Linked DNA regions of Sus scrofa: region 2 is linked to region 1. The links are chromatin contacts, called in public Hi-C maps. All regions are on one chromosome and are shown on one strand. Each heading gives the region's core, a stretch centred on a gene start, on an enhancer-like site or on the middle of the called end of the contact. The rest is flanking DNA. Distances are from core to core; before and after follow the strand shown.

Region 1 (5,361 bases), core at 787-3,286:
CTATGTTATAAATTAAGATTATGGATTTTTTCCTTAAAAAAAAAAAAAAGGCTAGCCAGCTGACATCAACTTTATCGCCCCCATGGCTCCAAATGGAAAAAAGCGTCACAGACACAATTGTACAGCCTAGAACAAGGAGTTCTTGTAAACAGTGTGAGTTTTTTCCCTTTCAAAGATAAATAAAGCAGGCATAACCTAGAAATAATGTAACTACACAAAGAAAATATTACGCACAAAGAAAAAAGTTGGCAATCATGATCTGAGTTGTGTTTAAGGGTTTGCTTGTTTGTCTTTCCATTTTACAGAAAGGTAAATGACCAGAAAAGTCAACTGGGGAAAGTAAGCCATGAGCCCATGTGTTCTCTTTTATTGCAAGCATTGTCTACCTTCGCAAAATTTTCTTAAAAAGGAAGAAGAAAGAAAAAGAAAATAGCCACTGTAAAATTAGTTTCTAAGTTAAAACAGAAAATAATATTTAACTGACTACTGAGCATAAAAAATTCTTTATCTGCTTTAATCAATTGAAATTGATGTTAGAAGTAACTGCTGAGAAACCACAAGGAATAAACATGAGGCCCAATGCTTTGCTGAACACCAGAGAGATATCAGGTAAAGAGGGAAAAGAAAGAGGAGAGAGAGAATGTGTTTCGCACAAGGATGACCAGAGCGGCTCCTGCACAGCCTCCATGCAGGGCTGAATCACCTGCCGGAGCCCAGGGACAGCACAGCTCCTCACCGCCCTCCAGAGCTGTCAGGGCTCAGCACAATGCAAGCATCCTCGGGGAGGCCTGATCAAGGCCGAGCAGTAAACAGACAGTTTGAGAAATTACACAAACTGCAAAGTTGACATCATTATTTACATGCAATCAGGGGAAAGATCCCCTGACACAGGGAGACTCGCATTAGAAAAATGCCTTAAAAATCCTTTAATGGAAGAGATGCACATTATGTGTAAACAGACACTGGTACCTCTGAGTAAAAAGCACCCTGGATAAGCAACTGGGCTCAGAGCACTGCAAGGGAGTTTGTGATGTAGAGGACAGTGGGACAACTCTGCCCTCTGACCTTATACTGGTTCCAGCTCATGACTCAGAGATGGTCTCAGCCCTTCCTAGAAGAGGAGAGCCCTGTACCTCCTCCTCCAACATCCTCCATGTGCAAGATGCTACCCTGGACCTAGGATGACAGCCACTACAGCATCCATGCAGGCTGCTATCCATTTTAGCAGTGGTGTGGGATCTGATGCCTTCTGATTAAAATCTATCCATTCAGAGGGCAGACCAAACATCTGCTCCTGCACTGACCTGGGCCTCCAGAGCCTGGTATGTAAACTGAGAACCCCACCATGTCTTACAAAGAGGCAGCCTCGAGAATCACTTCCATCTTCCTTCTGCCTCCTCTGCCCTCTTCAAAGTAAAGGTTCTCATGCCACAGTTGGCCTCTGGGCCCATGGACAAAATCCTTGTAACCCATTCAAGAGGCAAACACATACCCCTTCCAGAAACTACCACGTGAGAATACAAACTACCATGTGAGAATACCAATTCTTTCCTTCTGTGTTGAGGATTCCAAAAGTTTGTGCAGAGCGTTTCAAATGTAAAATCCATTTTAGTTAGAAATATACTAACTAAGGGCTGAGGGGTCAGCTTTTTCAGGCTCAGAAAAAACAGTACACTCCATGCCCACTGTCTATGGGTGCAGGGTTCTAGTAATGGTGGGGGAGAGGGCTGAGTAACATTTAATTGGGATGATGGAAGGCAACCACTCCTTAACCATTTCCAGGGCTCATTCCCCAACACCTCCTGGGTTTAGCCAACCTGACAGTGTCAGGATTTTGAGGGGGGTGTTATAACAGTGTCTGGACTGGTCTGAAGGTGTTTTATTTGGGAGGGCTGTGGGGGCACTCTCCACCTAAGCCCCAGATGCAGAAAACCAGGTTGCAAGGAAAGGCACACAGATGGTGACTTTCTTCAGCTCTGTAGGCCAGACAGATTCAGGGAAGGTCAGAAAAAGGAGGCACAGTGGAACCCCCCTGCTGTGCAAGACTGGGAGGCTCCTGCTCCCTCCCAGTCAGGTCTCATGACCCACGACTCACTGGTGCTGACAGATCCAGGGCACTCCTGGGGGTATTGAAACTGCACTGCGGGCTTCGGGAATGTCATCAACAACCAGAAATAGTGCCATTTCCATCCTGAGCCCAGGCTCAGGGCAATCCTCAAGTGGGTGAGAGAGGTAAGGAATGCCCATGCCAGGATCAGCTCTCCATGGCTGAGGAAAAGGTTACGACGACAACGGGCTGGGAGAGTGTTCGCATTTCAGAGGCAGCTCCCAACCGCCCAGCACGTAGTCTCCCTGCCCAGTCATCTTGTGACTGGCTGGCTGAAGGGCAGAGTCCTCCCCAAACCATTGCCAACAGGTCCTGTGAGTGAAAAATACCCAGACCTGGACTTTCTTCCTGGACACAGGTGAAAGGTGGGGGGGTAACATATATAAGAGTGAGCCCAGAGGTCCCCCACCTGAGACCTTGGGCCCTCTTCTGCGGAGAGCAGCCTCCTTTCAAGTGGGTGATCTGATCAGAAAAGTCAAGACGTTAGCTGTTGCTGCTGTTGTTGTTTTAACTCCTGGGTTAACAATCAGACCACAGAGTAAGGGCCATTTGCAACAATGATAATTATTTTGAGTCTCCTTGGATGAGCCAGCAAAACCATGTTATGCCTCAAGTTTACTTCCTTTTGTTCTGGCTCCTAGCCTCACACAGGGGGAGCCCTGTATGGCTCCAATGACCAAGGTCATGTGCTGCGAAAACTACTTGCTTTCCACGCCTGAGAGTAAGGAGCCTGTACTTGCCTACGAGTACATGGGATTTCTGGGGCACCCAGGACCATGCACAGACAGGGAAGGGTGAGAGAGGCAGAGGCTGCAGGGGAGACGGGCAGCAGCTTGAAGGCTGAGTGCAGAGAAACCGTCCATGACTGGATTAGACAGCAGCTACCAACCCAGGCTTTCAGCACAGTGTGCTGTGCCTCAGCTAGTGGTCATGTGGGCATGTTTTCTTTAAGGAAGCTCGAAAGATATCCACATTCCAGATTTACAATATAGGCCTATTACTGGGCATCGCACATGGTCAGACCTACTGCCTCTCTTCCCCTTACTGCCCGGGGAGGGGATTGTGCCAGAAGGCGCTCCAAAGGAAAACAACATGGGTTATTGGGTACTAACCTTAACAGTATAAAAATAGCAAGCTAGAATGCTTTACCCACCTATCTAATTCAATCCTCAAAATAGCTCTAAAGGCATGTTTATTCCCAATGTACTGATGAGGAAGCCGGACAAGTTCCATAAAATCCCTAAGAGATATCTTCTCACACCTGTCAGAATGTCTCTTAGCAAAAAGACAAGAAATAAAAAGTGTTGGTGAGGATACAGAAAAAAAGGGAGTAGGCTGTTGGTGGGAGTATAAATTGGTGCAGCCACTATGGAAAACACTACGGAGGTCCGTCAAAAAAATTAAAAATAGAAAATACTACACAATCCAGCAATTCCATTCTTGGGTATGTTTCCAGAGAAAACAAAGACCTAAATCAAAAAGATACATGCACCTCTATGTTCACTGCAGCAATATTTATAGTAGCCAAGATATGGAAACAACTGAAGTGCCCACCAATAGATGAATGGATAAAGATGATGTGGTGTGTCTATGTGTGTGTGTATAAATACATAAGCACATGCATGCATGCACACACGCACACACACACGCACACACACACACACAATGGAATACTACTCAGCCATAAAAAAGAATGAAATCTTGCCTTTTGTGACAACATAGATGGACCTAGAGGGTATTATGCTAACTGAAATGAGTCAGACTGAGAAAGATAAAGACCATGTGATCTCCTTTGTATATGGACTCTAAAAAAAAAGGAAACAAATGAATTAACGCAACAAAACATAAAGACTCTTAGCTATAGAGAATAAATAGGTGGTTGCCAGAGGGGAGGGGAGAAGGGATGAATTAAATATGTGAGGGAGATTAAGAGGTACAAACTTTCAGTTACAAAATTAATGAGTCATGAGAATAAAATGTACCATGTGGAGAATATAGTCAATAATAATATAATATCTTTCTATGGTGACAGGTGGTAACTAAACTTCTTGTGGTGATCATTTTGAAATATATAGAAATATCAAATAGTATGTTGCATACCAGCAACTAAAATAGTCCTGTAGGCCAATTATATGTCAAAAACAAACAAACTCTTAGAAAAAGAGATCAGATGTGTGGTTCCCAAAGGGAAGGGGTAGGAGAGGGGCAACTGGTCAAAGGCACAAACTTTCAGCTATAAGATAAATAAGCATTAGCGATGTAATGTACAACATGATTAATGTAACTAACATGGCTATACATTATGTATTAAAGTTGTGGAGAGTAAATTGTAAGAGTTCACATAACAAGAAAAGGTTTTTTTTCTTTCATTGTGTACGTCCTATAGATGTTGGATGTTCACTAAACTTGTGCTAATCACTTCACATGTATGTAAGTTGAAACACTATGCTGTATACCTTAAACTTATACAATGCTGTATGTCAATTACATATCCATAAAACTGGAAGAAGAAAAAAATCTAGGAGCCACAAAATCTGTTGATCTCAAAGCCCATGCCTCAATACTATTTCTTATAATTAGTATTCAAATGTAAATTTTGCTACCCTGTCCCATAAGGTCTCTGGGACCTTATGGAAACATACCCAAGAATGGAATTGCTGGATTGTGCACTAAAATCAGTGAATATTTTCCAGTGATGCTATTACTTGATGTTCTCAAATTCAGCACACATACACACACTACTTTCCTATGCTACAGTGACATAGGGAATTGTAACATCTGAGAGAAAGATGAAGAAATTCACATGTCAAAGAGAATCTGCAAGTACCTGATTGGGTACTTTTAATTCTTGGTACAAACAAGACATACACTGTATTGTTTCTAAAAAGCACTCTTTATATAAAAAATTAGATTCAGTTCCTTGTAACAAGATGTCATGTTGATGAGTTGGAGTTAATTACTAAGAAACACTAACCAAGCGAGACAAATTTCAGTTTCAAAGCTAGATTTTAAAATTGTAACCATCAAGTTATAACCATAAAGTTACCAGGGACTAGGAACTATTTCCCATGCTTAACTACTTGCCCGCCTTTAAATCAGACACCCACGCACACATGATGCATGTGCACTCATATCCTTTCCAGTTTAAGTTGTCAAAAAAGCATGTTATAAATATGCAGTTTTAAAGAAGTGATTAGAATTATAGTAACTCAGGTAAAGCATGCCCATAAACTAGATCCTAAACTAGGACATGT
Region 2 (5,791 bases), core at 6-2,505, 78 kb after region 1:
CTTAGACTGTTCTTAAACCTCTCCCAGGTGATACTATTTGTCTACATAGGAATGTGTTAGTTTTTTTAAATCCCATTTTATACAAAATCTCAATCTTAAATGCCATGATGGGGAGTTCCCACTGTAGTTCAGTGGGTTAAGAACCCAACTAGTACCCATGAGGATGCAGGTTCGATCCACGTCCTCACTCAGTGGGCTAAGGATCTAGCATTGCTGTGAGCTGTGGCACAGGTTGCAGATGCAGTTCGGATCCCATGTTGCTGTGGCTGTGACGCAGGCCGGCAGCTGCAGCTCCTCTTCAAGCCCTAGCCCAGGGACTTTCATGTGCCACAGGAGCAGCCCTGAAAAGAAAAAAAATGCCATGCTGGTCCAGTTCAAGGGGTAAAACCACACTTTCCAGGTGCAGGGCCCCCTAAACATGCCTGAAGACCAGTCAAGTAGAAGGCGGCAGGCACGTGATGGTGACAGCTGCCCTCATGGGCTTCACAGCACTGTTGGGGATGGAAACGCTGGGAATCCCAGGAGAGTGGTCCTGGCCAGGCCCATGACCCCCTGGGAAGTGAAGAACAGCAGCTGAGCTGACCCTGAAGGTTCATAATCTTTCCTGTATGGTCACTCTTCCCTACCTACACAAGCCCCAGAAGTCCCCATCACTCCTTGACCTGAGATGACAACTGCCCCACCCCCGAACTCTGAGGAGGGCTCACAGCCCCACTGCCTCCTCCTGCCACAGGGTTCACACGGTTATTACAGAGGCTCTGAGGTCCCTGCTCCTCCAGAGATGGAGACAGGCTATCAGGACTAGACAAGACCCCTTGCTCCCATCACCATGCCCACCCCAGGCAAATGTGAGCCAGTGGCAGAGCCCAGAATGGTCTAGATTTTGGATCTCCACCTGCGGTTCCTTCTTCTGCATAATGTCTTAAGGTCTTAAAGCCATATTCCCAAGTTAGGCACAGTGATAAACAGATGCCTCTTCTGTTTAATAGCCTATGTGTCGTAGACAGAAAGATCCCATCTTCTGCCACTGGCATCCCCGGGACACCTAGACTTCTCTCATTCCCTCCAAGTCAGAGTGGAACACTCCACCCCAAGGATGGTGTCAGAGACCCCGCCTCGTGCAGTCTAAGTCCTGGAGTCACACCACATGCTAGAAGGAGGCGTGTTTCCAAGTCATGGCTCCCAGCTCCACCACAAGCCAAATCTAAGTCCTAAACCACCCTGTGCACTCAAGTTGAGCAATGCAATACCGGACAAGATTAGCCACGGGCCCACACGTCCCACGTCATCCCCACTCTAGCAGAGAATGTCACGCTGGCATACACACAAGAAAAGCAAGATTGAAATATTAATGCAACAAAAGAAACAGACTTTTTAGGGGTAGGAAGAAACCAGAAGAGCCTTACAAGCAAGCTTAACTGATGAGATGGGAAGGGACTCCAGCTATTTGCCAAATACCTAGAATTGCAAATATCACCCTAGGAGAATTATTCTAAAAGCTCTGAAGTCTCTAAGCTGAGATCCCTAATAAAAAAACAAACTTCTGAAGGGAGCCCAGGAGAGTGACACCTTAATTAGGTGACAGTTGGCCAAGAATAAAGCCTTTCAATAACAAGTCTCAGGAACTGAGAGGTGGGGTGGGCTAAGAGGGTCCCAGGGAACCATGGGCACAGGCTGCCTCTCCATTCTGGTAACAGGGTCGCCAGTCAGGGAGAAGAGAATGCTATCTCCACGCGTGACTATAAAAGGCATAGAAATGAGGCCCAGGGGCATGTGACCCCCTTCTAAATAAAGAAACCCCCACACCAGGAGCAGCTGACCAGAGCAGGGGCCTTCCAGGGGAAAAGAGACAAGCTCCGAGCAACACACAAGCCAGAGCCTGCTGGATGGCCTGCCCCTCCTTGCAGGCCACTCAGACCTCTGCCGGCCCCACATGGACAGGCAGGCCCTGACCCTGGCCCACCTTGGCAGTGGGGGGGCCAGCCCATGCAGGACCCGGCAGCAGACAGCATTTCACAGAAAGATCCTTACGGGCGGCTTGAACTTACAAAAGAAGTGTTAAGATGAAATAATGCATATCACATGCATGGGGTCTCAGGGCAGAGAAATTGTGCCCCCCTCCCCCTTACCTCGGTCCAGCAGGTGATTTACAAGCACTTAAACAAGTCCTCCACTCTTACCTGGTGGCCCCAACATAGCAATCTATAAGCAAATGAGGAAGTGGGGCAATTCCACCCCATACAACAATACCACCCTTGTGAGGAGATTCGGATAAACAAAAACATGAGAACCTGTCTGGGGCTTTAAAAAATGTAGAATTCTCTTTTTTATACCACCTGCCTTCATTTTAAGTCTTTGACCCCATCAGTGAGATGGCAGTAAAATGCTTTGCTTTTGTCAATAAAGGAAGCCATTTCCTGCCTTTTAACTCCAATCTGCTGTTTTCCTGGTTTCTCATTTTAAAGGCGGTAGGAACTCAAACAAACTCCAGGACCACTGTTCCAGTCAATGCCCTTTTAATTGAAGTAAGCCTTCACCACCAGCAAAGCCAGCTTCCAACATGGCCCGGCTTGTCGACTTTGTGGATTTCCTGGCAAAGACCGGGCCTGTTCACAGGCAATACAGCGATCTGAGTGGACCACAAGCTGTTCACCCTAAGAAGTTACAAAGTACTTGGAGACTAAGTTCAGCAATATGTTTTTGGATTCTTGGGGGAGGGGGGTAGCGGGGGCTAATTCGATACTTGAAATCAAGCACCAGAAAGCCCCCTGGCAAGGAAACCCCAGGCACACTTAGGCAATGCGCTGGGCAGGGAGAGAACTAACCACAGGTACCTGGAGAAAGTTCACCCCTGTTCCCTCCTCCCTGGATGTGGCTGGCCTCCAGTGAATAAATGAATGGCACCCCAGGGCACACTTCAATTTTGAAGATGGTTCCCCCCATTTCTCCATCATCTTTGGCCTTGAGTCATTCTGCAGGGCAGGAGAAAGAAGAGCTACCATCCATGGTTGACGCTCCCTGCCAGTTAAGAGCTGGTCTGGGGAACCTCTGGGGAGGAAGGGCCGTGAAAATGACACGGGAGACATCCACATTTCATAATCCTCGAGTCTTTTGGCTTGCTAAGGACTATTGCTCCACACTGCTCTCTGGGCAAGGGGGAAATATATCTTCCTGACAATCAATCTTCCACAAAGCAGGTGTGTGCTCACCTCTGGGGTGACAGCCACCCAGGCCAAGAGCTGAAGGACACACCCAGAATTCACCCAGCACCACAGGCAGGCTTCTCCTCCTCGGGATGGGCTCACCAGCTTCCCACCAAGCCCTGCGGTCCTCTGCCAATGGGTGAGGCATCTGCTGGCCAGTGGTGGCCAGCTGCTCAGGGGGAAAGAACACCACCGTGGGGAAGGACACTACAGGCGGAACACCAAGTGCATGGCCCAGTTTTGCAGGGTTTTACAGGCTCTCATGAGGGGACTGGGAGGTGGCTCTCTGTCAGAGTGCTTGTAGGGAAGGTCACCAGGCCAAGGTGGAGAAGCAGGGAGGCTGGGGAGAGGCTGTGTCACTCACTGATTGGGCAGAGGGGGAAGTGGAGGACAGCAGATCAGAGAAACATTTCAGACGGTAAGGGCTTGGTGTCCAGTTGGAGAAGGAAGCATCCAAATGGTACCCAAGTGTCTGACATGGGAACCAGGAGAACAAGAATGCTGCCCATGCAGAGAGGGGATGAAAGAAAAGCCCTGGGCTGGAAGGGAGAAGCCAGGAAGGACCACTGGACACTGAAACGCCCATGGTGGTCCAGACATAAATGCATACAGGGTAGAGAGCTCACAGAGAGTTATTTGCATGGCCCATGCAGACAGGAGGATGCTGAAGCAGTGGGGAGCTATTCTGCGGCAATAGGACAGGAGAAAGAAGGCCCCGGGTGTTACTCTGGAGAATACCAGCTGCTAAAGACAGGACACGGAAAAGGAGCCAGAAAAGAGACAGCTGCATAGGTAAGAGAGACGGAAGTGATATCTGAGGGCATGGATGAAGGAATCAACAGTGCCACATGTGAGGGGCACCAGCTACATTTTCAGGAAAGGAAAAAGCCATACACAGTTTTTCTTAAGGGTCAATCACTTTTTAGGAATGAATAACTCAAGCCTGCATAAAATCACCCCTCAAAATCGTGAAACAACAGAGAAACACAGAAGCATGCAGAGAACCCATAGCGTAGTCATTTCCTTCATGGCGCTGTCTGTGGAACTGCCTGCCACCGCAAAGCCTCCGTCTACACGAGGGAGCTGAAAGGAGAGCATCAAGTAAAAACTGCCTATCAGCGCTACATAATTGGGTGTTTCTCCATTGTGTCAAAAACTTCACACACATCCTTGACTTGACGCACCTCTCCAAATGTTCCCCTTCTATCCGTAGCCAGCCCTGGGAAGAATAATGGAATGGGATTCTTCTATGCTTAACCATTTTTTTGGGGGGAGGAGGCACTCAGCACCCATGGCACACAGAAGTTCCCAGGCCAGGGCTCAAACCTAAGCCACAGCAATGACAACACCAAGTCCTTAACCTGCTGAGCCACCAGGGAACTCCTATGCTAAATTTTTAAAAATAGCCATCTTAACACTTACGTGGACCCCCAAGGCAGACATTCTGTTTGGACCTAATGCCGTTCACCTGGATCCTCAATTGATCTCTAAGCATTCTGGCTGGAGAGGTGTAGGACCAGCCAGAGAGATGATGTAGGGAAGAACCCAGGGCTTTCAAAGGCATGCTCTAAAACAGCGCTCTCCAAAAGAATTAGAATGCAAGCTACATGTGTAATTTCAAATTTTCTAGGAATCACAATAAAAAGCAAAAAGAAACAGGTGAAACTAGTGGTAGTAATATATTTCATTTAACCTCATATCTAAATTATAATTTTAAAATGTAATAAAAATATTATGGAAATATCTTACTCCCCTCACCCCGCGCACCACGCCCCCGCATCCCCCCCCCCAACTGCCCCATACTACACTTCGAAATCCAGTGTGTATTTTACACTTAAAGGAAATCTCAATTAGAACAGGCCACAGTTCAAGTACTCAGCAAGACATGTGTGGCTAGTGGCTGCCATACAGGACAGCGCAGATCTCAAGGGAATCTATGCACAGGAAAGAGTTCTGATTCAACTAGAAAAATCTCCAAGAAACCTGCCTATGCTTGAGTTTTCAGGTCAAAGTGAAGGGAAGACAAGTTCCCTGAGCACTGTTATTAATTTTAAATAAATACTCCATTGTGAAATCACAGGAAAACATCGGCAGGCCTGAGACAACTGGCCAGGGAAAAGGCCGCAGGGTGTGGCCTTGGGGAAGCGGGTGTTCGGCCAGCAGGCCCGTCAGCATCAGACACAGCAGCATCAAGGCTCAATTTCTATCCCCTGGTCCTGTCTCATGGAGCTTTTCCTCTTTCTCTTTCTAATCTTCCAACAGCCCTATGAGGACAGCCCAGGGTCTGTCCCATTTTGCAGATGAAGAAACTGAGGGCAAAGCCAAGTTTAAATTACATGCTCATTTCCAGTCATGGCCACCAGATTTGGGCCCAGAACTCACGCCTCACCCCTGCTCCCGGCTCCTTCAACAAACAGCTGGCCAGAAACAGCCCTGAGTCCACAGTGAGACCTAAATAAATACTGGATGAATCACTGAACAAGTGCCCACCTAATGACTTTTTAAAGAACGCCTCCCTTTTGTACAGAGCTTATGAGTTTTCAAAACAGTTTTGCACAAACATTTGATCCACACTAAGAAGTAAGATG

The links. Hi-C and Micro-C count contacts between places; a contact is called where the count stands out from the background.
Region 2: a contact with region 1 is called in a Hi-C map of heart right ventricle, with 2.4 times the contacts expected there. The contact joins two enhancer-like sites. A contact is called at or near these places in 3 of 47 Hi-C or Micro-C datasets (embryonic fibroblasts, fetal heart ventricle and heart right ventricle).

Annotation. Positions count from the first base shown.
Region 1 is chr1:137,552,050-137,557,410 of Sscrofa11.1, forward strand. The region is part of intron 2 of IGF1R (insulin like growth factor 1 receptor); the gene reads right to left. Among named protein-coding and RNA genes, the nearest start is that of IGF1R, 140 kb to the right of the region's middle. Within about 2 kb of position 2,037, at least 20 of the 83 cell types and tissues checked have an H3K27ac peak or open chromatin away from gene starts, as enhancers often do.
Region 2 is chr1:137,630,771-137,636,561 of Sscrofa11.1, forward strand. The region is part of intron 2 of IGF1R (insulin like growth factor 1 receptor); the gene reads right to left. Among named protein-coding and RNA genes, the nearest start is that of IGF1R, 57 kb to the right of the region's middle. Within about 2 kb of position 1,256, at least 10 of the 83 cell types and tissues checked have an H3K27ac peak or open chromatin away from gene starts, as enhancers often do.